Linked DNA regions of Sus scrofa: region 2 is linked to region 1. A link is a contact called in public targeted proximity ligation data. All regions are on one chromosome and are shown on one strand. The core of a region is the stretch at or near the end of the contact, and the rest is flanking DNA. Distances in the headings are between cores, read along the strand shown.

Region 1 (5,936 bases), core at 863-3,362:
CTTATTTTGGTGGTCATTTCATAACGTATAAAAATATTAAATCACTATCTTGTACACCTGAAACTAATATTGTATCAATATAAATAAATAAAGTTTAGTCCCTCCTCCCCCAACAAAGCCAAGTCCAGGAATCAGACCAGTATTTGAGTTCCAGTCCCTCAGATAACTAGCTAGGAGGCTTTGGGCCAGTTATTAGCCTGCCAGGGCCTTGGTTTCCTCACTGGAAAAGTAAGTGGGAATCATTTTGTCTACCTTTATAGGTGAGGATCAAGGCAGTTAATGCAGGTAAATAAATCAGTAGCTAGTAAGCGCTCAACAGTTGGTGGCTATAAGAGTCCTATTTAGATGAAGAAGGTAAGGTCTGGAGCCCTCCTCTACAGACCCCGGAGAGGAGGAGTGACAGGGAAGTGTGCAGTGGGAAAGGGGCGGCAATGCAGCAGGTGCATTCCGTTCCTTGGGAATTCCCAGGAACTGTCGTATCCGACCTGGGGCTGCCACCAACACCCTCACCTTTGCTCATAACTTCCATGTGGAACTGAAAATATGTGGAGAACTTTGCAAATGTCAACTGCAGCTAATATAGCCCATGAGAAGCCCATACCCACCAGAAAATGCACACACAAGTATGCCCACACAGACACTGATCTAGCTTCTGAGCAATCAAGAATGATGTTTTCCCAGGGCTAGAGTAGGGCCAGAGATCTTCTGGGACCCATCCTTAGGAGAATTCTAAGAACCTTGATAAAATGTACAAAGCTAGGGTAGAAAATAGCAAAGTAAAAAGCAGTGGTTGGATAGAAGGTTTTCTGAGAGAAAGAGCTAATTAATTGATTTGATTAGAGTTTCTTTTATATTTTGATTCCTACTCCCAGGTCAGCAGCATCCCTTTCCAGGTGATGTAAAGATAGTGGACGTACAGCAAAAGGGCCTGGCAGGTGTACAGAGCTAAGCTAATGACTGTCAGTACTGTCCCTAAAATATTTGTCAATCCTGGTTTGGTGAGGGGGGCTGCTTCTACCCGCGGTCCTCCTCACTGCTGTGCTGTGCACCTAAAGAAGACCCTATGAAACAAATATCAAGTTTGGAACAAATTTATAGCTGAATAAATAGACCATAGACCTTGGTATTCTGTAAAATTAGAGCTCTCCTAATACCAGCCAGGAAAATGTGGCTAAATTGCCTAACCTCTCAGAGCCTTGATTTGATCATCTGTTAAATGCGTCTTGGCAAGGCCTACTTCTCTATGAGGTTGTCAGGATCAAATGAGAAAAGTATGCCAAGCCCCCAGCACCATGCATGCCACACAGAAAGCACTCAAGAAGTGGTAGAGCATTATCACTAAGTAAAAGGGGTAATGATTCTTTTAATAGTCTCTTTTAACATCGGAGTTTCTATCCATTCCCAATACAGGAGAGCCATACTTTTTTTTTTTTTTTTTTCTTTTTAGGGCCGCACCTGCAGCATATGGAGATTCCCAGGCTAGGGGTTGAATCAGAGCCTACACCAAAGCCACAGCAACGCAGGGTCTGAGCCATGTCTGCAACCTACACCACAGCTCAGGGCAACGCCAGATCCTTAACTCACTGAGCGAGACCAGGGATCAAACCTGTAACCTCATGGTTCCTAGTCAGGATTCATTTCCACTGCGCCACAACGGAAATTCCAGGAGAGCCATTCTATTTAACCAACCATTTATGTGATTTGCGATTTTGCTCTCCAACCCAAGTTCCTGTGGAATGTTTAGTGCAATCAAGCTGAAGCCCTCAGCAAGGTCCCTGGGCCTGATCTTCAAGTCCAGCATCACTCTAGCAAAGAACTAGAAGGGGGGAGACAAGAACCACTGTATCAAATACACCCTCCTTCTCTTTTTCCTAACGCCTGTTTGTCCCCTTCTCCGGATAGCTCTTCAGTTCCCAGAGAGCAGAGACTCCTGGGAAACAGGAAGTAGCAAAGCTCTGTGAGAAAATCCCCAGATGAAGATCAGCAATAAATCTCTCCCAGCAACAGTTTGGTCAGAAGGGGGAAATTCCCCACCAGCCCTCAAAAACAGTCCCTCAAGAAAGCTTAGAGAAGGTTAATATGGGAAATCCCCTCAGAGGCAACAGAACAGAACCGGAAATCTGCTTCTTAAGAGAAAACTGAAAGGACTAAGCCAATTAGCGGCTGCCTGGGGAGGGCTCTATCTTAAGCCAACTGCTGCTCCTACCCTGCTGTCCCCTTTTCATCCTCATCCTGAGGGCAACCCTGAAGGGACCCAGCTGCCAGAGCCACTTGACACCCACTCTTCCCAGGCTTCCAACCCGGAAGAATGAATGCAGCGCCCTCCCCCTTGACGTGAACGGCTGCTAAGCCAGATTCACCTCCCATCGGGCCCTCCTGTAAACACTCTCCATGCCCATGGTGGACTAGCTAGCTACCCTTGTCATTCTGTGTTTCCTTTAGAGCCATGCAATAACAAACCCATCGGGTTTTACTGAGTTCTAATCTGAATGTGACCTTGGGGTCACATTTCTTAGCTGCTGCTAAGCTCCAAGAGGCGGGGAGGAATCCTTCCCACAAGAAAAAAGAATCACAGAAACCTTGTCCTTTGAAGGGCTTAGAATGGAATATCCGCTGATGAGTGGTAGCAGAGAAAGTGTATAAACATTGTGGGAAAGGGGCCTGGGGTGGGGGTGGGAGTGGGAACTCTTGGCTTATGCCTCCCTTATCTCTACTTGCAGTTGAGGCCCCAGTCAACCAGGTCTTTGCGAATCATTCCCAGTCCCACTTTTTTTTTTTTTTTTTTTAAATCTGTGATTTAAAATGACCATTTCAGGAAGATGACAAAAATGAGATTTTAGTAGAAAAGAGAGGAAAGTTGACTCCATGACAGCAAAAACTTTTTTTTACTGTGTACTTACCCAAAATAGATAATGAATTTTGAAAAAGAGAAGTTTTTAAAGGAGTAGGTACTCTGGGTTTAAAATCCCATAAAATATTATGCTCTGATAGAGTGTGTGTCCTTTCCCATAGTCAGAACCCACCATCATATGGTTAACAATTACAGATTCCACCTTAAAATACTTTTTGACTCCTAGAAAACTGCCCTGCTAAAAATCACTTTCCTAGTACTTCCAAACAAACATGGTTCTTATTTGCTTCAATTCATGTAGCTTTGTTAAGATTCTTTTTCCAAAAATTGTAAAGATTCTTACCCACCTACCTTTCGTCATGCTTGGAGTAAGGCAGAAAACTCCTTTTTGGGTTTGCTTGTTTCCAAGCAATTAGACTAGTCTTTAAATTTATTCTGTGTACACAATAATTACAGTAGTCACATTTAAATGACTCCCCTACACTTGCAAATAATTCTAGATAGTTGGTCAATATACCTTCAAGAGGCATTATTCCATTTTTTCGTTTGCGACCTTAGGGGGCATTTAATTCTCAGTTCCTAGCAAGACCAAGGAATATTTCTGATTTCAGGGTAAACTTTTCATCTGCCTTCAGTGCCACTGTAGTTACGAATGTGAAATCAATTAAACGATGATGCACATGAGAAAAAAACAGCACTTTAATAGAAGCACAGATGAAACAGATTCCAACATGGATCCGAGAGTAATAAATAAACTAATAAAAAAGGAAACCAGGGAACAACTTTGATGGAAGTGAGCTGTTTGCCTTTGCCCTGGAAAGTTTATAGTGTTTTAAACAATTGTAAACATGTCAGTATACGTGGATACCGTTTCCATAGCAGCATAGCAACAGTTAAGAGTTTCTCCAAACATACCCAAAAGGAAACTAAAAATAGCTTGTCTTCAATATCAAAATACGTACGTATACATATTCAGACAACAGTACACAAAATGATGTGTATTTAGAAGTTCTGCAGACACCAACCTTCCATAAAACACATTGCAGGTAGCTTTAAAAACCAGTGAGTTCAGTACCTATAGAAATGGGATAGAGAACAAAAGAGTCCAAGAGAGGGAAAGGCAGACGCCACCTTGAATTCTAAGATCAGAGGCTTGTGACCCCAAATGCCTCCAACCACTGCTTTGTCTGCTTCACCTGACACTTCCCTGCCCCCACAAGCGCCTTTGGCTCCTACAAAACTGGAGTTGAGTGTATGATACATACCGTTGGGTCTATCTGTGACCGTTTTCTCTCAACTTCTTAACTTTTCTAGCCACTATATTTTATTCTCTCAATAGAGATTGAGCAGTAGTTGCATGTTTAAAAATAATGTAAAACCAAATGCCACACTTTTCCCAGTGAACTTACTTCAGCTGACACAGTGACAGGAATAGTGATTCCAAAATGAGTGTGTCAGTACACTCTTTGCACCTTTGCTGTTTGTACTTTTTATTTATACCCAAGAATTCCAAGTATTTTAAAAGTATCATCTAGTGGGAAATATCATTGCTAGGGTATAAGCAATTTGTCATCCAAACTGGGACAGTTTTGAGAATGAAAGGGAGTGTTATGTATCATTACATTGGAAAAACAGGTATAAACCAAGACTGCCCCAGGCAGGCCCAGACAAATGACCACACAACATTACACACAAGAGTATAAGCATCTTAAGGGCAGGCATGATGTTTATTTATTTCTGTACATCAGCGCCTACTGCAGTGTTTTATACCTAGAAAGAATTCAATAAATGTTTGTTGAATGAATTTTACCTTTGGATTGTATTTTGGTAAAACTCTAAAAATTATTTTTATATCTAGAACTAAGCTGGGCATATTTCTTTTTTCTCAGTCCACAGTCCATGAGTTAAGGTTAAATAAAATCCAACTCCTTTCTCCTCCTTCATCTGACCTTCTTGAAAGTAAAGAGGGTAAAAATGGAAAAGTAATATGTATCTATGAGTCATAAAAAATAATTCTATCAGCATGGAAAGCACTGAAGAAGGTTTAGAGTATGGACTCAGATAAGAAGCAGTTTCATAATCTCTACAATGGTTATTACCCTGGTTTCATTTTCCCTGCCAGGAATGCTGGCCCCTAGGGAGACATACAGAGCAAGTATCGCATGAGTACACACAACTAGGAAGAACCCTATATGTCTTCCATGATGAGGAGTTAGGTAGAGTACTAGCCATTGGTGAACTCCCAGGAGTAAAGGTAAAAGCCCTCTCACTTTCTGCCAGGATCTCCCAGGAGCACAGGGAATGCCTTCCACAAGTCACTTTCTCATTTGCTGGACCATCGGTTCTTGGTTTATAAGCTGCGTGAAAGGATTGCTGTGGAAAGTAATCATAATATTCAGGAGATACACTTAGCGATTCCCATGTGAAAAGCACTATAAATCTCCCTGCCCTTCTTGTGCCCCTCAGAGGAGATTGGGAGGTGGTAATTGCTTATCTTTGGGACCTCAGGATCTCCGACTCTGCAGGCATGCTGTTTGCTTGGGTTTGCAAGCCAGATTATCCTACAGGACGTTGCCTGAACTTTTGGGGCTCTGGTTTCTCCATCTCTCAAAGAAGGAAAAGAATAATTGTACCTTGTGAAGGGTTTGTTTGTGATGGTTAAATGACATGTATGTAAAAAACCTAGAACGTGAATGTCCGCTATTGTTCTTACCCAGCTCTGTATTTCTTCGGGCATTTGGTAAGAGTTCTATTGGAAAAAAACTTTCACTAAAGGCAAAAATTAAGCTTTTATGTATCCAATCCAAATAAACCCAAAAGTGTCTACCTAATGCCCGAAGGAATCTTCTATGCCACTTCGAGACTCAATCTCCATTCTATTCTCATTCCTCTTCCCAGAATTTTAGAACTATTACCCGAACACCAAGGGAACTTTGTATTTATTATTATTGTTGTTATTATTTATTAAATTCCATCAAAGTCATGCCAGTTTGTATGCTGGGCCATAACTAGCTACTCCATTTCAGGAAAAACTGAAAGCCTATTTTGAAGCTAGAAAAGCTGCAGAGAAGTGAATTTCTTTACG
Region 2 (5,936 bases), core at 1,521-4,020, 140 kb after region 1:
GCATCCGTGAGGATGCAGGTTCGATCCCTGGCCTCACTCAGTGGGTTAAGGATCCAGTGTTGCCATGAGCTGTGGTGTAGGTTGCAGATGTGGCTTGGATCTGGCGTTGCTGTGGCTGTGGTGTGGGCCAGTGACTACAGCTCCAATTCGACCCCTAGCCTGGGAAACTCCATATGCCGTGGGTGTGGCCCTAAAAAGCTAAAAATAGTAATAAAATTAAAATTTTAAAAGTGAAAAAGCAATAAACAGAATAGGATCCGTTGAACAGTACAGAATTAAAACACATACATTTATGAAACAATATTACATAGAAAACTTGGGGGTTCATGCATATCCAAACACACATTAAATATATCAGAGTGACTGCTGATGCTGGAGACGAAGGAGCAAAATAATAAAATAAAACAAGAAAATCATAAAGTAAAATGAAACAAGAAAAGACCTGGCATGGGTGATCATGTACTATTATGAACTGAAGAAGGTGATTAACTCAAGTCTTTGCGCTTAAAGTCCAAAGAATTAAAAAAGGAAAGATCTAAAGGCTGTCTTTCTTGAAGTTTTTTCATTCCATAAATGAGATGTGATGGCTGCTCTCTGAGATAATCTGTGCGAAGTACAGCATGAGTAGTTCATCCATCTGACCACACTCCCGTGTGGTCTTTCATTCCAAGCACACAGCCATGGAATAAAAGAGTGAAGGCCACCCCTGTAAACTGAACTCTATAAACCAAAGCCTAAATGCAGCCTTATTTACAAAACCAGAAAAGTGCATGTGTGTGGTATCAGATTAGTGACCTCCTGGTTCTTACCATGAGCAGAAAGAAAAATGTTTTGAAATATCTAACTGAAACTCAGAATAGAGAAGACAGATAACTCCAAGACATCAGCAGAGACAATTTAGTTGGCAGAGGTGGATTATGTGGCATCATCAGGAAATATGAAATGTATAGGAAACATGTGTGTATACTTCATTTTTTAAAGTTAATTAATCTCAGGATTCTGTTTGTTTCAGAATGCCTTCAATCAAATAGGAAACACAAAAGAGCCTGGTCTGATTCCAGGACTCTTCCTTTTTAAGGCTGCCAGGTCTCTCTTGCAGGGAATGAGAGCAGACAAGGCTGAATATTTCTCTGTGTTTCTGAGAAGGGCTTGTCTCACCGAGTCCTTGCAGCTGCATACACCACCTGTGGAATGAATGGGTGGCCCTTTTTCAGTTCATTCTTTCGCATCTCCAACTGCCTGCCTAGACCATTGATTGCTGGAAATTCACGTCTTTTGTTTTTCCTTAGCTTTAAAACCGTTGCCACCTAGCTTAAATTACACTCTCAAGTTAGCAGGAACTCTTTTAAATGGAAGCCTAAGAGGTGGGGAAGTGAGGGAACAAGGAGTAAATTATTTGATGCACTGATGCCACATTATCACTTGATCGTTCCTCTGAGTCCATTATATTTTGTACTTAGAAATCTCTTTTACTTTGCCATGAAAGTGAATGATTCTATAATCTGTATTCACTCAGGACAGTTAGATATTTGAAAACATTTTTGGCTACCCTTTCCTTTGGCTATCAGTCCATGGTGGGCTCACTACAGGTTGAACTAAGACTCTATCAAGAGATCCTTTAGCAGCATCCCAAATTTAGTTAAAAAAAATTAACTTTAAAATGTACACACACTCTAAAGAGTATAACTTTTTAAAACTATGTAAAGACATCCTATTAGAGTAAAACTATACCAAAGTCTTAGGATTTTATAGGAGAAAAAAATCTTTAAAATTACTGGCCAGTTCTTGACTTCTTTTGTTCCCCCTCTATCTCCAGTGCAACAACACACTCAGTAATGACTCTCCTACATAACGCGTCTGACCTGAAGAGGACACACATCTATACCATAACTTGAAAGGTTCCTTTTTCTCTTTCTTTACACCAAGTTTGTTACTTTTCAAAGACCATATGGTGCTAATTGATGATAAGAAGCAATAGCATGATTCACAGACTGTTCTTGTTTTATGGACCAGACGCTGCTTCACCTTGAACTGAATGACATAAAACAGGCGTCTGCAGGGCCACTGACACGAAACTGCTGAGTCCCCATCTGCAGAGAAACAGTGAGTACCTGAGCAATGTTTAGTTCCCTTTTTAATTTTATAATTAAGTTGAACACTTCCTCTGCTATTGATTACAGTGATATTTAGCACACAATTAAATGTAATTGATTGGCTAGTATTGAAGTATTTCCTATATTATCAAAAACCTAAAATGTTGTTAATCAATTAAAAATCTTTATGATGTAGTATCTGGCTCTGCTTGTGTGTGTGTATGTGTGTGTGTGTGTGTGTGTGTGCGTGCATGTGCATGTGTGTGTTGGATTTTTTGCTTGTAAGTTTTTTGGAAATCTCGTGTCTTCTTAAAAAAATTTAAAAATATTATTGTGGAATAGTTGATTTACAATGCTGGTTTTGATTTTTTAAATGTTACTACACACATTCATGTAGAAAAGTTACAAAATAAAGCAAATGTGTTGAACAAAACAGAGATAAGAGCAAAAAGAAAATATTTTCCATAATTGTACCACTTGGAGAAAACAGCATTTTCTCGTATACACATCAATCTTATATAAACATATTTTACTTCTAAATTTTCACGCAAATGGACTTGATTTCTACAAGGGTGCGCTTCTGAGAAACCAACTTCCCTTGGGCAGATAGCCTATCTGCTTTGGGGGGAAGGAAGTGGCTCACATCCTGACAAGCAGGGAGGGCATCATTGTTCCTCTCTCAGAATTGGCATAAAGCCTTCTCCCAGAAAGACAATTATGTGACAGAGGATCCAAGAGCTGGCCCAGTCTTAGGGGAAAGTGGTGTGTAAAAGTGGCTTACTCCGTTTCTCTAATTATTACAACCCAGAAGAACATGGGTTTGCATCCCAGCTGTTCCTTACAAACCAGGTAACCACAGATAAGTTAGAAACCCCTTTCTGCCACAGGCTTCTCATCTGGGGAACAATACAGGAACAATAACAGTACAGACCTCACTGGGTTCTTGCAAAGACTAATGAGTTATTACAACATAGCCCTCAGTGCCCGGCCTGCAGTAGGGTTTCCACAAATGTCAGCAGCAGTGTTGTTATGGTCGTAGATGGCCTTGAGGATTATGTGAACTATTCTATTTGAAACTCCTGCCACGCCTAGGAGTTATCGTTACAATATATAGTATTGCATGGAGAATTTGTTCTTGATCACCCACCTTTTCACTTGGCAGCACTCCCCATTTTTTTCTCTAGTCCAGGGCTGTTTACTAGGACTTTCTGTGATCATAGAAATGGTCAATAATCTATGCTGTCCAACCTGGTAGCCATTAACCAAATATAGCTATTGTGCTGTTGAAATGTGTTTAGTGCAACTGAAGGATTGAACTTTTTGTTTTAATTTCATTTAACTTCAGTCAATTTAACTAGTCAAAGCTAGTGCCTTAATATCTGTCTGCTCCTACTCCCATCTCATCATAGTAATTGCCTTTAGGCACAAGGCAAATCCATCTGTAGCAACTTTAGCAAATTTCTCCTCATTCGCGCTGTTTTGAATAACATCTTTTGACAAAAACCTTTTTTTAATTGAAATATAGTTGACATAGTTCCTTCTTGATAAATGATAAAATACAAACATACCATTAAGAAAATAGAAACAAACTGAGTGTATATAGTGTCAAGCTTCTCAGCCAAGTGTGGCTTTCCATTGTGCATCATGCAAACCTGAATGAGAACAACTTAATAAGCTTTTCAAGAGATATTTGGCAGGTTAGTATAAAAGGTTTCTTTACAAATCTGGAATGAAAAGGGGACAATTCTGTGATCAAATGCTCTTCCTCACAATATATAGCAGACTGCTTCTTGATCTGTTCTGATTCTGTCTTTAGGTCGGTTCTTTTCCTCCCTGTGCCTCTTGCTCGGAGCCCCTTCTGAGCCTCAGGTCGCTGCCTTCATCCATACCTGTTGGTGTTGAGACCAAAGCTGTCAGGCTCCCTGAGGGCAGCCACTGAGTAACTCAGAGCCAGTAAATAGGGGCTGGGTCCCAGAAGTGAGCCCACATGCCCTTTTCATGAGCCCATGTCCCTGCTCCTCTTTCCTCTGTTATAAAGCCAATCTTAACTTCAAGCCCTAGATAAATCATCTTACACTTACGTCAAAGGAAAGCTAGAAAACCAAAAGCAAGTTTGCATTAGGTAACTCTTCCTTCTCTCCCAGGGAAAGGCTGCCACCTGCTGTAATACATTGGCATTGGGCTTTTCCAAGGTCACTGAACAGCCACTTCCTCCATACAAAACAATGTATGCACAACCCCAGCTGACTATGTCAAGAGTGTAAACAGGAGGGCAAACCAAGAGGCACACCTCTTAATTCCTTGACATAGGGCAAAGAAGCACACTCATCCATATCAACAGTGCCCAGACGGAATTGGCAGCATTCTAACTCTGAATAGAAGAGCATCCCTTCTTCCCCATTCAGCAGCACTGTTTTTTCAAATTAGCTCATGGTAACCTTCATAAAATCTCTGCTGTTAAGAGGCTTATTGCTTCCGTAGTCCTTCTAGTTCTGTGTATATTTATCTGTTCTTCACAGCCCCTGGCAAGTCTTTGATAGGAGAAAGGGTGAGAGAAAAATAAAAATTGGGAGTTTGCGGGACAGCACCCCTTAGCCTTGCACTCTCTCTGTAAAAAAACTCCCTTCTGCCCTTCTCACTCTCCACCCCAACCCTGATGACATTCAGCGTCCCCTTGCTATTGTCCTCTACCTCCACACACTTTTAGGAGGAGATTTCACTTGCTATTATCTTCCTAGCAAAACATGATCACCCCTTCTTCTTCCCTCCCTAAATTATGCCTTTATACCTGGGAATTTACCAAACCTAAAGGGTTACTTAGGGATCCCAACACTGAGTAAACCCAAATATAACCCAGATGACATTTATTAAACTAAAAGTCCAATATCCATACAATTAGCTGAAAGAAGGATACCTTGATGCTAGGTTCAGCTTTGTAGAACCCAGGCCACTGATAACACTGATGCGGTTGTAAAATGTCTGCATAACATTTGCCAACCTCTTCAGGAAACTATTTTCCTCACTGTAAATCAGGAGAGCTCTGGATTACTGCCCAACGTCTCCTGCTGCATTTACAGGCAGGAAGAAGCAGGCTGTGGAGGCAGGAAAGGGCAGAAATGTTTTTGTTGGTATAAGAGAAGGCTTTTTGAAAGTTGCATCAATAGTCAAAGAAGTGAACCTTTATCGTACCCGATGCCACTGCAAGGTTGTGTGTGTGTGTCTTTTTGAGTACGTTTTTACAGCAAAATTTTATCTACTATAATATTATAACAACACTAAATACTTAAAATTCCACCTCCCTGGCCTTTATTTCATTTTTCTGCATCTACTGTTTTTTTTAAAATCCTTAAAAAAATTCCTTTAATATACAATTTTGTAATCTACACAGCATTTATAATGTCTTGAACTATTACTTTGAGTTGTTATATCAAAATTTATGTAATTACTCCCTAGTTGTTAAAGATTTAGTTTTCAAGTTTTTCATCTGAGTTAATACTGAAATAAATATCTCTGTGGAAAGTACTTTTTACCTTCTAACTCGCCATCCATTGCAGTGAAGGGCATGTAGTAAACACTCAGCGAATATTTGATATGTAAGTAAATTATTTGTAATAAATTATCTGGAATAAGAATATGAGATCAAACATTAAAACAGTTCTGGTATAAACAAACTTAGTATCTCTTGGTATAGATTACTAAATAGATTTCCAAAAGAATTTTTACTTATTTGCAATGTCTTTAGATAAGTTGTTCAGCACATCATTTTCATCAATCTGTCTTTTAAAATCTTTTTAATTAAAATAGGTTAAGGTGTAACAATACTACTGCTGAAATCAAAGGGTA

Evidence for each region.
Region 2: a targeted proximity ligation map of alveolar macrophages shows a contact between it and region 1. A contact is called at or near these places in 1 of 47 Hi-C or Micro-C datasets (alveolar macrophages) and 1 of 2 datasets of targeted methods (alveolar macrophages).

Annotation. Positions count from the first base shown.
Region 1 is chr3:77,683,314-77,689,249 of Sscrofa11.1, forward strand. No RefSeq gene overlaps it. Among named protein-coding and RNA genes, the nearest start is that of PELI1, 54 kb to the right of the region's middle.
Region 2 is chr3:77,823,576-77,829,511 of Sscrofa11.1, forward strand. No RefSeq gene overlaps it. Among named protein-coding and RNA genes, the nearest start is that of VPS54, 30 kb to the right of the region's middle.